2 separate regions of the Sus scrofa genome follow, and region 2 is linked to region 1. Evidence: chromatin contacts called from public HiChIP or PLAC-seq data. All regions are on one chromosome and are shown on one strand. Each heading gives the region's core, a stretch centred on a gene start, on an enhancer-like site or on the middle of the called end of the contact. The rest is flanking DNA. Distances are from core to core; before and after follow the strand shown. Region 1 overlaps PLCB1 (1-phosphatidylinositol 4,5-bisphosphate phosphodiesterase beta-1). Region 2 overlaps PLCB4 (1-phosphatidylinositol 4,5-bisphosphate phosphodiesterase beta-4).

Region 1 (4,349 bases), core at 506-3,005:
ATCCAGTGTGAAAAAGAACATTTTAAAGGTAGTTTGGTTTCCTCCTCTGTAGTTTATGATTGCTATGAATTGTTTCCTTACAAACTCTGAGCTCTGATGTTGAAAATATTGCCGACATAGTCTAGCATCATAGGTCTCAATCTCTTCTTAAAATGTTCCTGTTCTTTTCCATTTGAAGAGTATTCTTTCTTCAGATAATTTTTTTTTTTTTTTTGTCTTTTTAGGGCTGTACCCATGGCACATGGAAGTTCCCAGGCTAGGGGTCAGATTGGAGCTGTAGCTGCCGGCCTATTCCACAGACACAGCAATGTCTACACTGCAGCTCATGGCAATGCCGGATCCTTAACCCACCGAATGAGGCCAGGGATTGAAACCACATCCTCATTTATACTAGCCAGGTTTGTTACTGCTGAGCCACAGTGGGAACTCCCTTTATTTATTTATTTATCAATCAGACAATCCCCTCATTCTGGGGGGGGTGTGTGTGTTAGGCTGTGGGAGGTGGGTAGGGAGGACCTACTCCCCACCCCCTTTTTCTGAAATGTCTAATCTTCCTCTCTTCTAATCTTTCTCTCTTCTCAAGAATATCAACAGGGAAAGATTTTCAGATCGATTCTACATTTTGGTCACATCCCCTTATTAATCAGTTGTTTTCGCGACTTCCAAAACGGAGAGAAATTCTAAATTTCACGGTGCACACACATCATTTAAAATTTCCCCTTCTCTGTTATGTTATTTAAACTTTTCCTACATATCAATTAGTTTGAAATAATAAGTCTTTAGGCTATCCATTAATTGCTGCACTGTAGACATGATCTGTAGTTAAAATTACGCCAGGAAAATTAAGCTGCAGCGCAAAGGAGTCTTGGCTAACAGAGAAGGCTTCTTAGCTCTTCGGAGAAGCAGGAGGAAAGAATGGGGACAGAGAATACACAGGGGGCTCCTTTCCGAGTTTGTCATCTGTCAGCGTGAGATGTGAAAACAGACTGCTCCAGCTGTAGGCTTTTCTTCCTTGCTTTTCAGTTTTCATTTTGAATTCTTACTGTATTTGGTCATGCGAAGGCAGAAGAAAACAGTTGTCAGCCAAATGTCCTTTTCTAGTAGAAATTTATTATAAATAGTCTAAAGGCAACTCGGCTTCATAATGAATTTCCCGACCTCTCCTAACCCTGCCAAAGACAACACATCTCGATTGGTGATCTTGGGGAACTTTGTAGGAGGTAGAGGGGATGAAGGGAGGACAGGTGGGGTAGCTGGCAGCCTTACCCACCAGTGCCTTGATTTTAGTAAACACTCTGGTTTTATTTCTGGAAGAAATATGACTTGTAAGGAAGAGGAGGTGCCAGGACTCCCTGTTGGTTGCTGAGCACCCCTGAGGCTTTGGGGGTTACATAAACCTCCCTCTCTCCCTAACCAAGGCTCTAGGTTGCGCTGAAAAATGCCCTCTAAGATCTGACTCAGTCCCACCCTGCGGAGTGGTAGTTTCAATAACTGAGGACCATGGAATCGATTTTTAAAAATGGGAAGGGGAAAGGAAAGACAGAAAGAAAGTTAGATAGTGGCTCATGGGTGATTTTTTTTTCATACCCTCCCTACCCAGGAAAGTTTAAGCTTATGAGTGTTTATTTTGTTTTGCAGTACTCACCCCTTTTCTCTCTGGCTTCTTGTTTCTGCCTCCCCGTGATTCATCATTTTGACTACAGTTCTGGCAAAGGCAAGTGCTGCGAAGTCACCCTTGCCCTCTAGTGGTGAAATGGTACCTTACCCTGCAGGTTTCCCCCATTCTCTGAAAGTAGAGCGTTCCTAGGGAACCTTTGTAAGCAGACATGGCCTAAAGTGAAGAAGCCGTTTCCTAAGGACACATCTTGCTAATGGATGCACAAAATAAACTGAGATAAAGCACAGATGCTCACAGACAACAGCTGAAAGCTCTGGGAGCCTGATGCTGTGATGCTGAGAGTTATTCCCAAGGAAGGATTTTGGCGGTGTCCTTCTCCCAGCCTGGGGTCCGCCGCCAAACAGATGCTGAACACTGTTCTCATGTTTTTTTCCAAAGTGGAAATCCTCTTAGGATTTTGTTCGGTTTGCAAAACAGTCACTAGTGTAGGTCTTTCAAAAAGTGCAGTGGCGTAGAGTGAACTTTAAGAAGCAAGAGATCCTGTACTAGAAACACTTTATGACAAGTAAATGTTTAGAGCTTGGAAGAGCATTTTCTCTGTAGAATAACGCTTTGGCTGGAGCCCACACCATCTTATAAAAGGTCTCCGCACAGGAAATTGTCGCAGAGGCAAAAAATATCCCATTTTGGGTGTCGTTGTTCAAGAGATTCACACAGAAGAGGGATTGTTTTCTTTCCTTTGCCTGGATTGAATTTATAATTTTGAGGCAATTATCTTTAGGTCTTCACATTTTTCACTGTAGTACAAGTGTTTGTAGCAGCGTTTCTTACAATAGTCAAAAACTGGAAACAACCCAAGTTTCTATCAACAGTGAAATGGGAAAATAAAATTGTGATGTATTAAAATACTGTATAACAATGAGAAAAACCCAACCATGACTACATACAACAAATAAGTAATGCCAGATGCAGAAGACTACAGATTGTATGATCCTCTTAATAGAGAGTGCCCAAACTTCTAGAAAAAAAATCTCTATATTGACTGCAGTCAGCACTGTGTTTATTTTACGATGGAGGTGGTATTGATTGGACTAGTGCAAGGAGGCTGGTAATATTCTGCATCTTGATTTAAGTGATAATTTCATTATCTTTTTAAAAAATGATCAAGCTGTTCATTTATGACTTGGGCATTTCATTTTTTTTTTCTCCCAGGCTCTTACCTATGGACTAATAATTTATTTTATGTCTTGTATGCCCTTTGTTTCTTTGAAATGCCCTTTTTCTGCCCCCCCCGGGTAAGATAATTTCAGAAACTTTCCTATGTATCTGTATTTTTGTGGCATTTTTAAAGTCCTGTGGTTGGTAAAGGCTGTTATCAGGGATAACCAGCTCATCTTGCCTCTCTGGTCCTCAAATTCCCCTCATTGCTCTATGGACTGTTGCACAGTGGCCACTCCCTGGGGGTCCTGGTAAAGTCAGAACTCACTTCCAGGACCCTGGGGGCTGTCCAGGGGCTGCTTGGATGTAATTATGCTGGCGTATTAAGCTTCCTCTGCCTGTGATATCTGGCACTAGGGAGGTAGAAATGTCGGGCGAAGAGTATAAGAAAACAAGAAACATGACACAGAGGGGAAAGAGTGGGGGGAATCAGAAAGAAAACAATGATTTGGAGGTTTCTGGTGACTTCTGGCACTTTCCCATTTTCCTTCGTACACTTAACCCATCCATCCCAGAAAAAAGAAGTGCCTGTTTATTTGCAGTTTGCTCTTTGCCTGGGTCTGACTCTCTGGAGAGCAAGGGAAAGGTGAGGAGGGGGATTTCCTGGACTCCCAGGCTCACACCGAGAAGGCTAGGCTATAGCCTGCTAGGGTCCTGCATGGGTGAGGATCTCCTCTGCTCCTTGGGACATGGCCCTGATGTCAGTACCACAGAAAGAGGAATCCAGTAATTGAACAAAGTGGGCAGAGGAGCTGTTCTCACTTCTAGAGGGAGATCCCAAGGCTGGCATTCGACCCTTGCTTGGTTAGAGGGAGTTGGGTTTCCCTGGTTCTGTCCTGAAGGATGGTTTTGTTGTTGATGGAAAAGAACAGTCTGTAGTGGGGCAGTTTTCTCAAGTTCTTCAATTAGGGGTTAGAAAAATAATCACCTTCTCTTTTGGAAGACCTAATGAGAAGGCAGTCACCTAATGAGAAGACAGCAACAGTAGCTACCATTTAGAAACGACACTCAGTAATCCCAGAGAGGACTGGAATGACAGAATAATTAAGAGGCAGAGAGGAAGCACACAATAAATAAAAAAGGTATAGGGCTTAGGGCTCTGATAGACAGCAGCAGCTGTGGTGACCGTGGCAGACATCACTAATCAATTGTGGCAGTATTTTTGGGAGAGTCTGGATAGCCATGGAATCCTTATCAATATTAATTCCTAGCCATCTACTGCCATATGTCAGAGTTGGCATGCAAAAGGCAAACCAAGCCATCAGGATAAGGCATGTGGGGACTAAGCTTGGGTGGGCACTCAGGGTTATTCTGCAACCCAGTGTCGATTCCTAAGCAATGATTATCTCTAAGGCTAGTGTGGCCTGTTGAAGCAAGATTCATATATAAACATATACAAATAAACTACAAGGGATCTTGAATAGTAAACATGCAGTTATTAAATGCAAATGGCTATAAGAAGAAAAGAGGTAAAATAAGGAATATAGTGGTCGTGGTGATGGTATGTGGCTAT
Region 2 (4,599 bases), core at 1,312-3,811, 260 kb before region 1:
AACAAATCTAACTAGCATCCATGAGGATGCAGGTTTGATCTGTGGCCTCACTCAGTGGGTTAATGATCCAGGATTGACCTGAGCTGTGGTATAGGTTGCAGATACAGCTCGGATCTGGTGTTGCTGTGGCTATGGTGTAGGCCAGCGGCTACAGCTCCAATTCTACCCCTAGCCTGGGAAACTCCATATGCCGCTGGTGCAACCCTAAAAAAAGACAAAATAAATAAATAAATAAATAAAAATATTAAATATATATATATGATTAGGTTATTTTGCTGTATAAACTGGACAACACTGTAAATCAATAATTTTAAAAAATAAATAAAGGAACAGTTCTCAAATAACCCCCCCCAAAAAAAGAAAGTATAAAAATATAAACAGAAAAGAAAAATAGCACACTTCTGGGGACTGAGAGAATTACTTCTGGGGACTGAGAGAAATTGAGTGGAGTGAGGGTAATGAGTCTACTGATAGAATCATAATTTTTAATCCTCTTTCATAAAAGATTGGAAGCCCTACATATACACAAATACACACAAGTGGAGTGCAACACTGGAAATGCCAATTTTCCAATTTTAAGTGAAGGATGATACAAAATTGCATATATGGTCACTTTTTAAACTATAAACATGTGGTTCATGTGGGGCTTTGGAAATGCACAAAAGTGATATTAGTTATTAACGAGAGTTCCAAACTTGTTACATTACTTTAAGTCATGTTTAATATTTAGTTAAGAAAACGTCCTCTAAATCGAAAAAGACCAGACTTAGGGCCTAAAATTACACTACGTGATTCCAAATAAATTTTATCAATGCGGAACAGCAAAATGCTGTCTACAAGTATTACCTAGGATGAAAGAGTCCAGCCAATAATTCAAATAACTGAATAATTTTGAGTTAATTACACTATGGTTACATGTTGATTATACTGTAAATTTTTTTAGTTCTATTATTCATAGAGCACTATGGTGTAAAAATGTTCTTAATATTTAAGTTGTGTTTGGGGAGAGTTGTAAACATATGATACCTAGAAATACCTATTTATCTAATTTTTTAAAAACATTTTGGATGGAAATCCTGTGAAATCAGATTGTTATGATCATTATACAACTACAGATGTGATAAATTCATTTGAGTAATAAAAAAAATGAAAAAAAAATAAATAAATAAAATAAATAAATAAAAACATTTTGGAGTTCCCGGTCATGGTGCAGTGGTTAACGAATCCGACTAGGAACCATGAGGTTTCAGGTTCGATCCCTGGTCTTGCTCAGTGGGTTAAGGATCCGGTGTTGCTATGAGCTTCAGTGTAGGTCAAAGACGTGGCTCGGATCCCCTGTTGCTGTGGCTCTGGTGTAGGGCAGCAGTGGCAGCTCCAATTCGACCCTAGCCTGGGAAACTCCACATGCCTCGGGAGCAGCCCTAGAAAAGGCAAAAAGAAAAAAAAAAAAAAAATGGAGTTCCCGTCGTGGCACAGTGGTTAACGAATCCGACTAGGAACCATGAGGTTGCGGGTTCGGTCCCTGCCCTTGCTCAGTGGGTCGACGATCTGGCGTTGCCGTGAGCTGTGGTGTAGGTTGCAGACGCGGCTCGGATCCTGCGTTGCTGTGGCTCTGGCGTAGGCCGGTGGCTACAGCTCCGATTCAACCCCTAGCCTGGGAACCTCCATATGCCGCAGGAGCGGCCCAAGAAATAGCAACAACAACAAAAGACCAAAAAAAAAAAAAATTAATTTTTTTAAATGTTCACATGTCAAGTTCTTTGAGAATCATCAGGCACTGTTGTGGTTTTGATTACTTGAGGATTTAAAAAACGGATGAAATAGGGAGTTTCCATTGTGGCTCAACAAATCCAACCAGTATCCATGAGGACGTGAGTTGAATCCCTGGACTTGCTCAGTGGGTTAAGGATCTGGTGTTGCCATGAGCTGTGGTGTCACAGATGTGGTTTGGTTCTGGCGTTGCTATGCCTGTGGCATAGGCCATCAGCTACAGCTCTGATTCAACCCCTAGCCTGGGAACTTCCAAATGCTGTGGGTGCGGCCATGAAAAGCAAAAAATAAAAAATGGATAAAATAGAATTTATGGAAATTTTAAAGTAGTCCACAGACTCATTTTTTCCACAGAGGAACTAATCCCTTAGACTAAGGTTCACTACTCAAAATAAAAAAGGCAACTAGAGCAGAAAAATCTATGACGTCTTTCACCTTTCTTCAAGCAAAATAAGGCCCATAAAGGATACTGTTTGCAAAAGTAATGCCTCATTAAGTAGGAGAGTAAGGGAGAGGGCCAGTGAGGCCAGATACTAGGTGAAGTTCAGTCAACGGTAACGAATTTATGGCCGAACATCAGCAGCCAAAGGCTGGTGTCACAGCTCACCTCCCCCAGGTTACCAGCCCCTAACTATGAGGTCAGTCAAGGCCATCAGAGGAAGCATGTCCTTTCACAGCAGTGTGCTTGGACAGGAAGAAATGTCACCACTCAGGCATCTCAGGAAACTATGTTAATTCTCCCCAAGTGCCACAAAAGGGTTCCAGAAAGCAGCCTTTTATTGGGGAAGCAGGCAGCTGAGACATGCTGCAAGGACTCCGGGTGACATGAGGAGAGGCCTTGGCACCCAGGTCTGTGAGAATCTCCCACTGGCCGCTGCTCTAAGCTGCTTCCTTCCTCAGCGCACAAACAGAACTTGATCCTTTTCCTTCTTGGCTCATCTCGAGTGACAGTCATCACTCATCATTTCCTGGCTGAACAGTAGGAGAAGGGGGGAGGCTGAGCCTTTGGAACAAGCTTCAGTGTCAGTATTTACCACCTCCTCTTCATTCAGGGAACCCAGATTAGCTATCATTTCCCTCCCTGACAAGGTTAACATGCACCCTCACCTCGAACCCTCTAGCTGTGCACTTTCTCTCATTCGAACTTCCCCTGCAAATGCTACCTGAGCCAGTCATTGTTAGCTCAGAATTCGGCAATCCAGTTATCCTCATCTCTTCTCTGTCCCTAGCACCTGCTTCCTAACATCTGAACACTTTAGTATGCATGGTCCTAGGTCAAGTCTGAATCATCAGAAATCTGTGCCTCCAACAGATATAAGCCCCTCCAGACTAGACATCACATCTTGAGCAAAAGTCAAGTTGTCAGCTTGATTCTGGCCCTCCAGTATAGCCACCTGACTCCATCTGTTGGGCATTCTATTAACAGGGACCCCCGGGGAATTCCCTGGTGGTCTAGCAGTTAAGGATCTGGCACTGTCACTGCTGTGGCACAGGTTCCAGCCCTGGCCCGGGAACTTCCACATGCTGCAGCCACAGGGACCCCCAACAACTAGACTTCTACATTAATGCATATTGCTAATGACCCAGGGACACAAAGTGGTTCAGAATCAAATGGAGGTTTAATTATTTTGGTATTCCTTGAGCAATCTGGTGTATTAACTTATTTAGTAATTTTGCAACTTGGGCTGCAAAACAACCAACAAAATGGAGCCTTTTAACAACACTGGTGATTAGAAAACGAACAATCCATAGAGGTAATCAAAGTATCTCTAGTAATATGGGACTATCCCCAAATCACCAATTCCCTGACTTTCCTGACCAAGATAAAGCTGTTTCTTTGGGTAGCCCATCTACAACATAACTGAAAAAAATAATAAAAGTATATGCTTTACATGGACAACAAGCAACCTCAGAACGGAGACTACCGGCCGGCCCTGCTTGCACTCTGCACGGCCAGAACGTGACGTTCTCATTCCCAGTTGCCAGCGAGGTCTTCAAAGAATGTTCTCCTGGGGGCCTGCCAGGGTTTTGTGTTGCTATCTGAGAAAGCGTTCCGGAAAGTACCCAAGAGCTAAAGCAACAGAGGATTCCACCTCTCAAACATTTCAGGCATTTTAATTTTTATTACAATTTAAACTACATAAGCACCACCCTCAGAAAAAGGAAAACTTGATGACCAAACTTTTTCCCCCCTGCTTACAGTGAGTCCATTAATTTTTTTCTTCCACATACAAACCATCAGACAGTATCTTGCACACTCACACATCTGATGTTCAGGGCACACAGGACCACAATTCTCTGCCCCACCTCCACGCACTGTGCATTTCAAAGCTGATAATGTCTCATTTTATCTGCTTTAGGATGCTGGAATGAGGCTTTTCAGCAGTCAGTCCTTCAGCAAGACCTGTCTTGGTGGGAAAGAGAAAACCTTATACTTAGCATGCTGAGAAGCTGAATTTTTTTTTTTTTTTTAAGGAGTAAATTGTTGTAATTATAGTGAGAGCTTTTGCATGCAAATTCAGTTTTCCTTGGGGGAAATTTGCATACTCTACAAGGAATCTCCAGGCCAAAAGTACCCAGGATGCTTTTCAGCTCTTCTTTAAAAGCAAAGCTCTTGCCCAGGAATTGCATAGTCTGTGAAGGGTTCCAGGCCTGGCCCAGATACGCTGTTCTTAAAAGAAAGTTCTTACAAGATAGTTTATAGTATTTAAATGGTGCACCATCTATGTTCGAAGAAGTGACAGTTATCAATCAGGCTGAGACAACTAATAAAGAGGACAGTGTTTCAACAGAGCTCCAAAACTTATCTAAACCCTTGTTCATAAAGAT

What was found. HiChIP or PLAC-seq counts read pairs in DNA pulled down with a chosen protein or histone mark.
Region 2: a contact with region 1 is called in an H3K27ac HiChIP or PLAC-seq map of skeletal muscle. The contact joins two enhancer-like sites. A contact is called at or near these places in 3 of 47 Hi-C or Micro-C datasets (epiblast stem cells, heart right ventricle and retroperitoneal adipose tissue) and 2 of 2 datasets of contacts at active chromatin or transcription factors (alveolar macrophages and skeletal muscle).

What each region holds. Positions count from the first base shown.
Region 1 is chr17:17,710,172-17,714,520 of Sscrofa11.1, reverse strand. The region is part of intron 32 of PLCB1 (1-phosphatidylinositol 4,5-bisphosphate phosphodiesterase beta-1); the gene reads right to left. Among named protein-coding and RNA genes, the nearest start is that of PLCB4, 200 kb to the left of the region's middle. Within about 2 kb of position 1,755, at least 22 of the 83 cell types and tissues checked have an H3K27ac peak or open chromatin away from gene starts, as enhancers often do. A contact at or near this core is called in skeletal muscle, where this site is marked.
Region 2 is chr17:17,967,798-17,972,396 of Sscrofa11.1, reverse strand. The region is part of intron 2 of PLCB4 (1-phosphatidylinositol 4,5-bisphosphate phosphodiesterase beta-4); the gene reads right to left. Among named protein-coding and RNA genes, the nearest start is that of PLCB4, 54 kb to the right of the region's middle. Within about 2 kb of position 2,561, at least 21 of the 83 cell types and tissues checked have an H3K27ac peak or open chromatin away from gene starts, as enhancers often do. A contact at or near this core is called in skeletal muscle, where this site is marked.